Linked DNA regions of Drosophila melanogaster: region 1 is linked to region 2. Evidence: chromatin contacts called from public Hi-C data. All regions are on one chromosome and are shown on one strand. The core of a region is the stretch at or near the end of the contact, and the rest is flanking DNA. Distances in the headings are between cores, read along the strand shown. Region 1 holds the start of CG1927. Region 2 holds the start of CNMa (CNMamide).

What was found. A called contact is a pair of places that touch in the nucleus more often than the background predicts.
Region 1: a contact with region 2 is called in a Hi-C map of the Kc167 cell line, with 3 times the contacts expected there. A contact is called at or near these places in 15 of 107 Hi-C or Micro-C datasets (the Clone 8 cell line, the Kc167 cell line, the OSC cell line and 5 more).

The regions. Positions count from the first base shown.
Region 1 is chr3L:1,968,255-1,974,489 of dm6, forward strand. CG1927 reads right to left here and starts at 1,825. Exons shown (of 3, transcript NM_139427.4): 1 at 1,346-1,825. The coding sequence starts at 1,363. It overlaps CG11815, which reads right to left and starts at 2,946. Exons shown (of 1, transcript NM_139428.3): 1 at 1,937-2,946. The coding sequence starts at 2,876. The coding sequence ends at 2,025. acs (arcus) reads left to right here and starts at 3,384. Exons shown (of 9, transcript NM_139429.2): 1 at 3,384-3,567; 2 at 3,820-3,945; 3 at 4,009-4,159; 4 at 4,223-4,344; 5 at 4,784-5,010; 6 at 5,085-5,215; 7 at 5,282-5,460; 8 at 5,518-5,690; 9 at 5,747-6,031. The coding sequence starts at 3,563. The coding sequence ends at 5,988.
Region 2 is chr3L:1,851,086-1,856,883 of dm6, forward strand. It overlaps CNMa (CNMamide), which reads right to left and starts at 4,506. Exons shown (of 5, transcript NM_001202092.1): 1 at 3,628-4,506; 2 at 967-1,161; 3 at 577-886; 4 at 400-411; 5 at 1-333. The coding sequence starts at 1,155. The coding sequence ends at 263.

The DNA of each region.
Region 1 (6,235 bases), core at 575-3,074, 110 kb after region 2:
CTCCGCCCCCTTAGTCTATTAAGGTGCAATTAATGCTTATGGACGGCAGAAAATTGTAAATTGCACATGCAATTACAGACTTTTTCACTCAATTTCACAGTCCTTTGTTTTTGCCATAGTGACACTAATAACTTGAGTTGCATAAGCACCGACCGGTTTGCGTGTCCAATGTGATTTGATCAGAACACATATAATACAAACTGATGGGGCTAAATTGATAATCTCCCTGATCTCTGATTGGCAATCGAATAAATTGAGTTATTGAGTTATATCGAAACTACTTTGTATCAAACAGAGACTGACATTTAATCGAACCTTAGCTTGACAACCTGTGGGCATTATGTTCCCAAGATCACGAAGGCAATTAAACACAATCGCTGTCGATTTGTACTAAAACGTATATTCATATTAGATTATTATTATATTGGCACAGTGCAATACATTTAATTATCTTGCTGAACTTGATGGTGATCTTCAAATTTCTGGGAAAGTTACCACCAAAACTACGTGCAAGGCAAACTAAACTCTTTATAACTACTCCTAAAATATATAGAAGTACAGATAGCAAACCTATGATGAGTTGGTAGCATGATAAGTTGGCTACTCCCACTCGAGTTCAGATTATTTTTAAAGTCAAAACGCTTATCGAACAGCAAGACAAAATAAATAAAATACCTTACAATTGCTAGCTTGATAAGTAAATTGTTATTTGAGCCTGACAAATGCCTTCACTTGTTTCGTTCCCAAGTCGCTTGTTAAGTTCATAAACTGTATAATCCACATTTAACCGTGGGTTGTATAACACATTACATAGAAAAGGGTGGATTTTTATTTTCTCAGTGCTTTTCATGTTTTGGTCAAAAGCATGTATTTGAGCACCCCTCTTGATGACGTCCATCATAAACAAAGTTGACTTATGTCAACTGAATGTACTATGTACGGTGGTGAGCCCTTTTGAAAAAAAGACTGTAATGGCAGATAAGCGGTCGAACATAAAAACAAGGCCAGCTAATCAATGTGACTAGATAATCTACACTATATTTAGTTTATGAATTTGGCTATTGCGTTCTCTTTTCGGCTTACTGGAGTCACAGTTGGCTTAGTGCTGTAGTCTGTAATTAACTGAGTATGGGATTTGGCCCGGCATTTTATGGCACCTTAATTACAAGCCCGACATGAGCCGCAAAAAATCCTACAGATCCCACTCTTCTTTGTATATATATATGTATATTTGTTTTCCAACTAACCAAGATGGTTAACTGGTTTACAGATCGCAGCTTTCATAGTACATCTGGCTCTCTTTTCTCTTTTCCGTTTGGCACTTCTCTCCGCTTTTGGCACTTACCTTAATGGAATAACCCATGGCTGCTGTCTGGCTTATGGTTTATTTTCACAGTTATGTCGGCGTCTGGCTTTGTATTTATTTGTCAAAACTATTTTTCACGCGAACCACAAACAGAAACTCACACAAACAACGTATATCTGCGAATTTATATGCGAGTGTGTGTGTGTATATTTTGATCCACTGCAATCGGAATATTATATGGACGAGGAAACTGTGCTACGATGGATATTTCGAAACCGGTTAAGCGGTTCGCCAGTTGCCTTTGCTGTTTTTGCCCGTTTCATTTGCGGCTCGATTGTTGTGTTTATTTTGGTTGAGGGGCGACCTGTTGGCTTTTCGATGATTTGGGAGATCCGCAATTAAATTTGCATAGCCAATCGGTATAATGACTAAAAAAAAAACGTAGTTTCGATATCGGATTTTCACGCTTCTCTCGGCGAACTCGAACTTTTTCCACACACGCACACCGAACAACTGATTTCAATTCGTTGGGAGAGAAAATCGGATGGTGTGACCGCTAATATGCCACCAGTATATACCAGTTTTCGAAAGAGCTTTTTCAAAGCTCAACACACTAAAAATACTGGAATTAAACTACAATTCATTTATTAAGCTACCAAATAACGTACATTTTTGAACAATATTGTTCATTTTTCAAGAGTAACGCAGTCTGCTTTATTTAATCCTTTTTGTTGTCATCGCCTTCACACTTTCCTTCCTCCTTCTTTTGTTGCTCCTTCTTTTTGATGTCTTCTTCCTTCTTTTGGCACCAAGCTTTCAGTTCATCCTCGCTCATGTCCTGGACTTTCTTCTCCTTGGGCGAGGACTTGGCCTCCTTCTTTTCCTGCTCCTTCTTTTTGATGTCCTCTTCCTTTTTCTGGCACCAAGCCTTCAGTTCCTCCTCGCTCATGTCCTGGATTTTCTTCTCCTTGGGCGAGGACTTGGCCTCCTTCTTTTCCTGCTCCTTCTTTTTGATGTCCTCCTCCTTTTTCTTGCACCACTCCTTTAGCTCCTCCTCACTCATCTCCTGGAGACACTTCTCCTCGGCCGAAGATTTGGCCTTCTGGATTTTCTTGGCTTGGTTGGAGAGTATCGCATCGCACTCGCTTTCCAGCTTCTTCATGGTCTCCAGTTGGGCCTCGCCACACTCGGATTCTTCGTCGGCTTCGATGGATGCCTGTAGTCCTCCGTCCAATCGACGTTCGTCTCGTAACTCCACAGCCGTGACCGTGAGTTCCATAAATGAGAATCGATGATAGCCAAAGTAAGTTGGGTTCTTGTAGGGCAGCGCTTTGCCTGCTCCTGGTCCCAGCTTCTCATCCGGTCCACTGAACTGGCGGAAGGAAGAGGGTCTCACAAACGGCGGCACATCGATCCCATTGTGATCGACACTGGTCGGTTGGTAGCCCTCATCCGGTGGATCCTTTGGTGGGCGAGGGGTGTTCGATGGCTTGTTGCTCAACTTGGGCTTATCAGACAGGCGGCGAAGAATTACAGGTTTTATGAACAATCGAAGTGGATTCTTAGACATTTTCGGGAGCACTTTTGTTTTAAAGTAAATGTTTTTAAATTTTACTGTTGCTCAAAACAGGAGATGTCATTTTCAGAGGTTACTGTGTAAAATTGAAAATATACATCTCTACATCACGTATACGCCCTGATATCCTAAAGCTTTATTCTGTAAAGTAAAATGTAAGCTTTGTGTGGAAGTATCGACTAACTAGAAATGTTGAATTCAATGATGTCCAAGCTTTTGCCATAATATATTAGGTATAAAGAGTTTGATGATTGTCGATGAACTTTTCGGGAGGTTCAAACCGATCAGCAAACTGGTTAAGGCCTTCATTCTGGTTTTATTATTTCCACTTAAGAGTGCACATAATATTTTGGCATACATTTCGGATTGCTGCACTCCGGTTTCCCACGTTCCCCGCGAAGTCTTCTGATACGGCTGATTATCGTGCAATTATCTTTCCAAGATTATCAGCACGGTTTACGAACGAGAGGTGTTGAGCGGCTTCGACCGGGATCCGAAATTTAGTATCCGTCCGGTGGGCCAGGCACTCGGTTGAGTCCCCAAGAAATCTGGTTGGGCCGGGAATTCGCAATCACGAAACGATCTTTGTCTCTTTGGCGACTTAATTGCGTGTGATAAAAGATTTATACGCCCGCGAGCTCAAGTAGCTTTATCAAATACTCGGTCGCTACTTTATCGCTATGAAGTGAGTAGTCTTCGTATTCTTCTGGTTTCGAGATCGTAAAAAATAAGCTAACTGATGCGCAAACACAATAAATGACAAAACATTAGCCTCAACCAAATCCCGGTTAAGAAATTGTATATTTTTACGACCTTTAATTTTGAACCAACATCTTTTCTCGAGGAACCTCCTTGGCGCTTATTGTTTAACGACCCGAACCCATTTATCAATCAATCAATTCACCTCAAAAACAACTTTTAATTGCTCCCCCAACAGCGACGATATAAAAACCGTGACGGTTTACCCAACCACACTGGAATTAACGACCCCAACAAAATCAGCGAATGGCAGTAACGATGATTACGATCCTCATCAGCACCGCGAGCTGAAGAATCCCACTACGTAAGCATAGATTTTCAACAGTGCTGAGCTCAGAGAATCATTTTCAGGCCCCACTTTCCCCAGAAACTTTCAGACATTCGCCCACTTCCTGAAGGCTTCCGTGGGCACTGGCGTCCTGGCCATGCCCAGTGCCTTCGCACACGCAGGATATGTGAATGGCACCCTTCTCACGCTGATCATTGGATCGCTGGCCCTCTACTGCCTGCACATTTTGGTGGGTTTTTGGTGGGAGTCACATAGAAATTTCCTTACTTACTTATATATACTTGATTTACAGATCAAATGCATGTACATACTGTGCAAGCGGCAGCGGGTTCCCTACGTCAGCTTTTCGCAGGCCATGAATCTGGGACTCAAACAAGGTCCACCCTGGCTGCGTTGTTTGGCACCCATTGCCGTGTAAGTGAAGTAACTCGGCAAAACAACTGCTATCTATAACTTCCCTCTATATATTGATTAACTTTCTAAGTGCTTTTTAATGATTACTCAATTGGGTAATGAAAATCTTATCTTGTTGTTGATCAATAGATTTTCACTACGATTTATTGTATCTTTATCTTTACAATAGCACCCTAAAATATGGGGGCACATCCCAATAGTTTGTTTAGTAATTGGTTTACATCGCTTATCAATAATATCTTGAGGGTTTTTTTTATTCAATTACTTGCTTAAGTTGCGGAAGGTTTACCAATTTACATTTTAGCCAAGTGTTGAGTACCTATTGTGAAATTTGTTTCCTAGTGGCTTTAGCATTTAACTTAGGCATGAGGCATACTTACTTGTTTTATGTTTTATATATTGTATGTAAATCATATTTTATAGTGTTATTTTTCATCAGTCCCTTTGTAGATGGCTTCCTGGCCTTTTACCACTTCGGCATCTGTTGCGTCTACGTGGTTTTCATAGCGGAAAGCATAAAGCAGCTGGTGGATGAGTATCTGGTGGTCTGGGATGTGCGAATACACATGTGCATCATCATTGTGCCACTCCTGCTGATATATAGCATAAAGAATTTAAAGCTACTCGCGCCTTTTTCCAGTGCAGCAAATCTTTTGCTTCTAGTGGGTAAGTTTTTTGTTTAATTTGCATACTTTTTCTAAAAAGAAGTCATTAAGTTCCACTTTTTAATTTTTAACTAGGTTTCGGCATCATTTTGTACTACATCTTTGAGGAGCTACCACCCCTAAGTGAACGAGATCCTTTTGTGGCCGCCGGAAAGTTGCCCACCTTCTTTGGCACAGTGCTCTTTGCTCTGGAAGCAGTGGGAGTGGTAAGTCTTAAAAATAATAAACATATCATATATAATGCAATTTAATCATTTATCTTCTTTGAAAAGATCCTGGCAATTGAGGAGAATATGGCCACGCCCAAATCCTTTGTGGGCCCCTGTGGCATTTTGAATAGTGGCATGTCCATAGTGCTGGGCTTGTATGTTCTGCTCGGATTCTTTGGCTACTGGAAATATGGCAATGAGTCGGAGGGCAGTATTACACTGAATATTCCGCAGTCTGAAATGTGAGTTCTCAATGCTATTTAAGTGTTAGCCACTTAATGTTGAATTCCGCCTTTTAGACCCGCTCAGGTGGTAAAGGTATTCTTTGCCATCACCACTTGGATCTCATATGCCTTGCAGGGCTATGTGACTGCCCACATCCTGTGGGATAAATACTTGGCCAAGCGCTTCAAGGAAACCAGGCAGACATTCTATGAACTGATTTTCAGAGCCATAATCGTGCTGCTCACTTGTAAGGAAAGAAACATTTGATGAAATACTAGTTTTAATATGTTTATATATTTTTAGTTGGCTGCGCGGTTGCCATTCCGGATCTATCGGTCTTCCTCTCCCTGGTTGGCTCCTTTTGCCTTTCGATCCTGGGCCTCATCTTCCCCGTGCTACTCCAGATCTGCGTCCAGTACACCGAGGGCTATGGACCATTCCGGATAAAGTTGATCATCAATCTGCTGCTTTTGTGCTTTGGCATCTTTGGCGGAGTGGTGGGCACCTATGTTAGCATTTTGGACATCATTGCGGTGTACAAGTAAACTTCGAATTCGTTGTGGTTCAATAAACTCGACCTTAATTTACATTTGATGATGTGGCTAGAAGATTTATTGCAATTGGCCAATACACACACGCAGTAAACAATGTTGGCTTATGGCCTGCATAGTCGAACACATGCCAAAGTCATGCTGCCAAAGTAGACCAAATATTTTTAATTTTAATTAAAAGCTTAGCTCAGGTCTTGGCTCGGTTTGGTGGAAAATGTGCGGGGGGTGGAGGTGGTTAAAA
Region 2 (5,798 bases), core at 3,256-5,755:
GTGCAGAGAGCGGGTATCAGATGTGTGTCAGTGTGTGTAAGTCGAGACATTATGTATAAGTACAATGTAATCGTAGTTTCTAACTAAATTCCTCGCGGGTTTGGTAACTAAATTAGAACGGTAGACAATACTTGGCATTTGAACTTTCGTCCAACGTTTTTCTTTTTGTGACAATGCAAATTCTTTGATTTTTGGAAAGGGTTTATTTGACTTTGGTTTGTTTGGCTTATTTGGCATTGCGGATCTACAGCATTTGGTTTCTTCAGTAGGAATTGAAGCCAGCGTTGCGTTTGCGTCCCATGTTGCAGATCTTGAAGTGGCAAGGCGACATATCTGGAGAAATACGAATGGTTAGTACACATTCTCTGGGCTGAAGCTATGAGTTCATGCCACACTTACATTGTTTACGAACTAATGGGGTCGGAAATTAAACACATGGAAATAAAACGAGCCAAAAACATAAATTAGTCAATCAATCATGCCACACTTAAGGATCACATCAATTTTGTTATGCGGATAATAGTGGGAGAAATATCTTCTTAAAGTTACAATTTAAGTATCTTAATCACTACTCACACTGAACGTTCTTCTTGGTGTTGTGATCCTTGAGGGGATGTCCTGGCATCACCTTCTTGCTGGGCATATTGGTCAGTTCGTTAACGACGTTGTACCGCAGCTCCTCGCCGCCTCCATTATCGCCGAGCCTGTGCAGTCGAGCCAGCAGGCGGGAACTGGGCGCCACCTGCTCCTCGCTCTCCTGGGTAACCCCGAAGTCATCGTAGTCCACGGTGAGCAACAGATCCCTCAGCGAGGGCCACTTCCTGGCGAAAGCCGGCACCCGCTGCTGCTTCTGTTCCTGCTGTTGCTGTTGCTGTTGCTGGTACTTCTGCGGATTGGAAGTGTGGACACATGGCTAAGTTTTCCTCGCACATTGACACACTACCATGTAGGGTGGCCTGCTCTTACCAACTGGTCGCCGTAGTAGTTGTTATCATCGTTTCCGCCCCCCAAGAGCTCGCTGAACAACAACTGCGTGTTGCGCGCTGGACGGGCCATGGCGTCTCCCGGTCCAATCGCCACTGACAGGAGCACAATGACAATGGCCCAGTGGACAGGCGAGCAGCCACATGTGGTGGGCGCGGACAGGGCGGACATCCTCAACTGCGGAGAATCAAAAGTCAATCAAAACATTAAGGGGGTCACTTCGGTGGCTCGAGGTGTAGATATTGCTATAGCCCTTAGCTTTAATGCCAGTCCTCAAGTTTAAACGAAATTCTAAAATATGTAGATACTAACAATTCTAGGCTCGAATAATTAGGCAACACATGCCACAGGCACCCCTACTCCACTTTCAGGACCTTCCAGGACCCTCGAGTGCTTACGCAAAGGGTTTCCTATTACAAACAACACAAGGTGGCAAAAACAAAGCGAATTGTGGCTGAGGCTGGGCAAAAATGCGTGAATGCTCCGTTTCGAGGGGTTTCGGCCCACTCGTACTTTAAATAAGTCACGTTGCAGTTGGCCAACAAGTTGGCCTGCTCAATGGAATCGGGGCCGTGTTCCAGTTAAAAGTTTTGGCTTTCTTTTGATGCCAGTTCACGGATTCAGGTCACATTGCAGTATCATCACTTGATGTGCGGCGGACACGGGTCATCAGTGGGATTGGGAAGGCGATGGCTATGCCCTCGTAATTGACATTTATGAAATATTAATGCCTAATTAAGCTTCAGCCCGGAAAGCGGGAGTGACCGGAATGCTAAAGGTAAGCGGCGGGCTCATTATCAAATAAGGATTGAGTTCATTTCGGGGAGGATGGTCGCTGACTTTTAAAAATGGCCAGTCATTTGGGGTGGTTAGCAAATGAATGAATGGTGCGTCAGATGGGTGGCTCGATTATGAGCAGAAGAGGCAGCTAAGTTAAACTAATAGAAGTTAAAACAAGTTGGAAAGCAAATTAAGAATGACCTTTAAAAGCGGTCTATTGTAAGCTATTGTAAGTATGCTGCTGCAAATATTCAGCTATGCTTTTTTTCAATTGGACAAATTGCGTTAAATTGGCGTTTATTTGGAGTTATAAAAGTATATCAAAAGCACCTTATCTGGCTTCTTAGTAGCATTATTGCCCTAACCGCACCATCTTTCACTTAATTCGCTGTTTGATTTTCTATGGCGCCAGGTGACTTGCAACATATTTTCCATTTATTGCAGTTTATTACCGAAAACAATCGAAAAAGCACACCACCTCGCTATTTGGTGTTGCTGACTGAACCAGATTTTCTTCTATTTTTATTCACTTTTTTCACAGCGAGTGCAAGCGATAAACTCTGGCGATCGTGTCAGCGGTTTTCGCATCTCGATCGGTAATTTATGTCGCAGAGTAATCGCACGCCAAACGCATTTTAATGGCCCAATGAATATGAAAAAATGCCTCTAGAGCTGATAATGCACTGGTGTCGTGGCTAATTTGCGATCCCCAGCCAGGAGTCATCTCTATTTTGGTGTTGGAGCCAAGGCCTCGCTCGTAGAGGTTCCATTGAACCCACGGGGCGTGGCTCTTCCCCCATAAACATATAGTGCTAACTGGTATAACTACATATGGGAATTTATTTGACAGTTTTCCATGACGGCTTCGCGGTTATTACAAACTGAAACCGAACGGTGTCCGATAAGCGATAACAAGATGTCAAGGTATAGTTGACTAAATGTAGTTACTAAATTGCTAATTATGCTGCCAAGAAGTACGCACATCTATAGCTACGATATTAATCATAGAGTGCCAAATACTTGAATGAACACATGTAAATATTTGTTATATCGCCAGTTTTGACTGGTACATTCTAGAAGATCATCCAATAATACAATCATTTCGTTCGCACGTCAAATAAAACCTAATCTATGCTCAGAATCCCGAAGCAATTCACTGACATATTAAAAAATCAAACTAGGCTGGGGGTCTCGCCTTCTATGACCCAAATCGTATCATCAACTGGGAATGGGCATATATAATAATAAAATCGTTCTTATTCTTTTACTTGCCCGCCATAAAGTGCGTCATCGGAGGCGTCATAAAATATCGGACCACAAGCAACATGGAGAGCTAGGAGCTCGATCTTATCAAGAACAATAGGTTCAAATCTACTGACACGCCCTCTTTTTTTCCGCGCTTCTCGGGCTGTGTAAACAAAAGCTATCTGCATCCGAATCTAAGTTGGAATCCCCCCCTCCCAAGTAAAACTACGCAATACCTTCCAGCGATTCACGCGACTCTTTCCATTGAAACTTTAGGATTTCGCCTTTCGCTTGCAGCCCTGATAAGACGACTACACTTATTTTCTATATGTGGAACGTAATTAAAATCGAAAATCCCGCAGTGACAGTTCTGAAAACCTCTGCTGATAATGTATAAATAACTCAATTTATATATAAAGCTTCATTATCAATGAGTCGACGTAAATTTGGGCGCTAAAATGGGCGCCATTCAGCTGAAACTCAATGATTACATTTAAATGTACAAATATTTAGAGTATAGGAAAATCCAAGGATAATCTGTGCCACAAGATAATTATAACTTTGAGTAAGTTTTTTACAGTTCTAGTTTCGATTTAATAGTTAGTAATACAAACTCACCTTTGTCCAAATTCACAGGAAACAATTGAAAACTTTGACAGATATGTCTAGTTCTTGACACTTGATCCCGAATTCTGTCAGTTCCGGTTAACACTTTTCACTGTAACTGTACTTTTTACTGTAGCTGTACTTTTTTACTGAGTTGTTCCAAAAATAAATGTCAAATTAGAGCTTCAGCCAGCTAATGAACGCCACTAAATAGATTGCTGATTTGGCTTTAAATTATTTTTTTGTATTTTATTCTCCGCTGGCGAATCTCAACCGTTAGGTGTGACAATGCAGAATAAACGCAGGTCCGTTGGGAGCATTTGTTTATATAGGCGCTCGAAGACCGACGCCGCAAAAAGGGTAAATCAACAGGTGAAAATCAACAACCGACGACTTTTCCACTTCGGAGGTGACAGAAGTCAAATGCTCGTGTGGGCGGCTCGGATGGACTGGATTTTCGCCCACCAATGGGTGGGGTATTGAGTGTTTGTGGGGTTTGGGTCTCTGGTTGCACGAGTACTTGAAAAGTTTTTGTAATTTTATTTCTGCGCTTCTAATTTTGGGCACAATCTCGGATTTAGGCACTCGGATTCCTACTAAACGCGTTCTGCTCTGGCGGCGAACTAACTCATCGAATCCCACCAGCACCGACTCAAGTCGGTTGGAGCCTTCGGCCGCGATCTTCGTGCGCTTGTCGTGCCACGCTTTTGACAAATCGACCGATAAAGCCAAGATTTATGATCGGTGGGCCATATAGTTGGCGCTGCTGACTGCGCTACAGCACTGGGGATGGGTCATTTGGGTGCGCTGTGTCAGCAAATTAAGTCACTTGAATTATGTACCACTTCGATCTCTGAACCGTAAGTATTTTACTATCATCTAGGGCGTACTCCCTCGCCCGGTTCGTTAACTCAGGGCTTTGGGACTTCAAGGTGATTTGAGCAAGGTTTTTATAGTCTGTGCACTGGGATGATAGTGCCAGGGTGAGATTCGGAAAATGTTCCCACATGAACCAGTACTTCAACTGTAGGTCATTAAACTCGTCATGACTTAGCTGGAATATTTTAAATGTTAATTGGGTCAATGTCGACTTGCAGTTTTTCAACAGCGGAAGCTGAGATCGCAAAAGGCATTTCCAAACTCATGGAATTCAAATGAAATCATCACATGATTTGAGTTCCTTACACATTTTGGGTACATGTAAATATGACCCATTGTGCAGGGTGAACCTGTCACAAATGTAAATAAAATATTTTTAATGAGACATTAAGATTAATTGGGCACTTGTAAATAGAACCAACCCATTGTGGGATGTGCCTTTCACAAATCTAAATAAAAATGTTTAATCTATCATACAAGGGGGTTAAAAATAAAGTTTATACGAAAATAGCATGGAAATTTACACATGTCCATCGCATAGATAACTACACCGATCTCTTATCTCTTATGCGTACCTAATCATTCGCGTATCTCGGCAAATCTTCATTATAAAAATCCAAAAAAATATGACGCAACACCTTGCCCGGATTAAGTCACACAGAAACCCAAATTAATTGGGGGTGCCGTCGCATAAAAATCTTTAATTAAAATTTTCGACGTATTTTAAAGATTGTGTTTTGCTTATATAGAATCTCCCCCGAGTCATTTCCCAAATATAATGCGTCTTAAAAGCAAAGTCCCAGTAGACAGCAATTAATTCCGTCTAGTCTATAATTGGATGATCCGAACTCTCGAAACCTCTTGTCTGATCCGAAAATATCGGAAGGTAGCCCACGCTTCTTCCGCAGACTTTGTGATTAAATTGAAATTTATGGTTTCATCACCTCTATTCCGAACCCAAATCCGGCGGGGGTGTCTCGCTCATCACTTGTCCGACTGATTCTGATAAGCGGGCTCTTTGGACACCGCCCAGAGCTGATAGCAAATTAAGTGGCAGCCATATCAGTGCTAATTGACACTTATTAAAACGCGACCGACTGAACCGACACTGCTTGCCGGAACAAAGGCACCAGCACGTGCCGCCAATTATCAGCCACTCGAGTTGAGGATATCACGTGACAGCCGATGTGGCTGCTTCACTGAGTCATCTGTCGGATAACTTTCTCAAACTTCCATAAACAATGCACTAAATTGAACTTTATTGATACGGTCGCATAAAACCAGTTTGAATTGCCGCCAAAGCC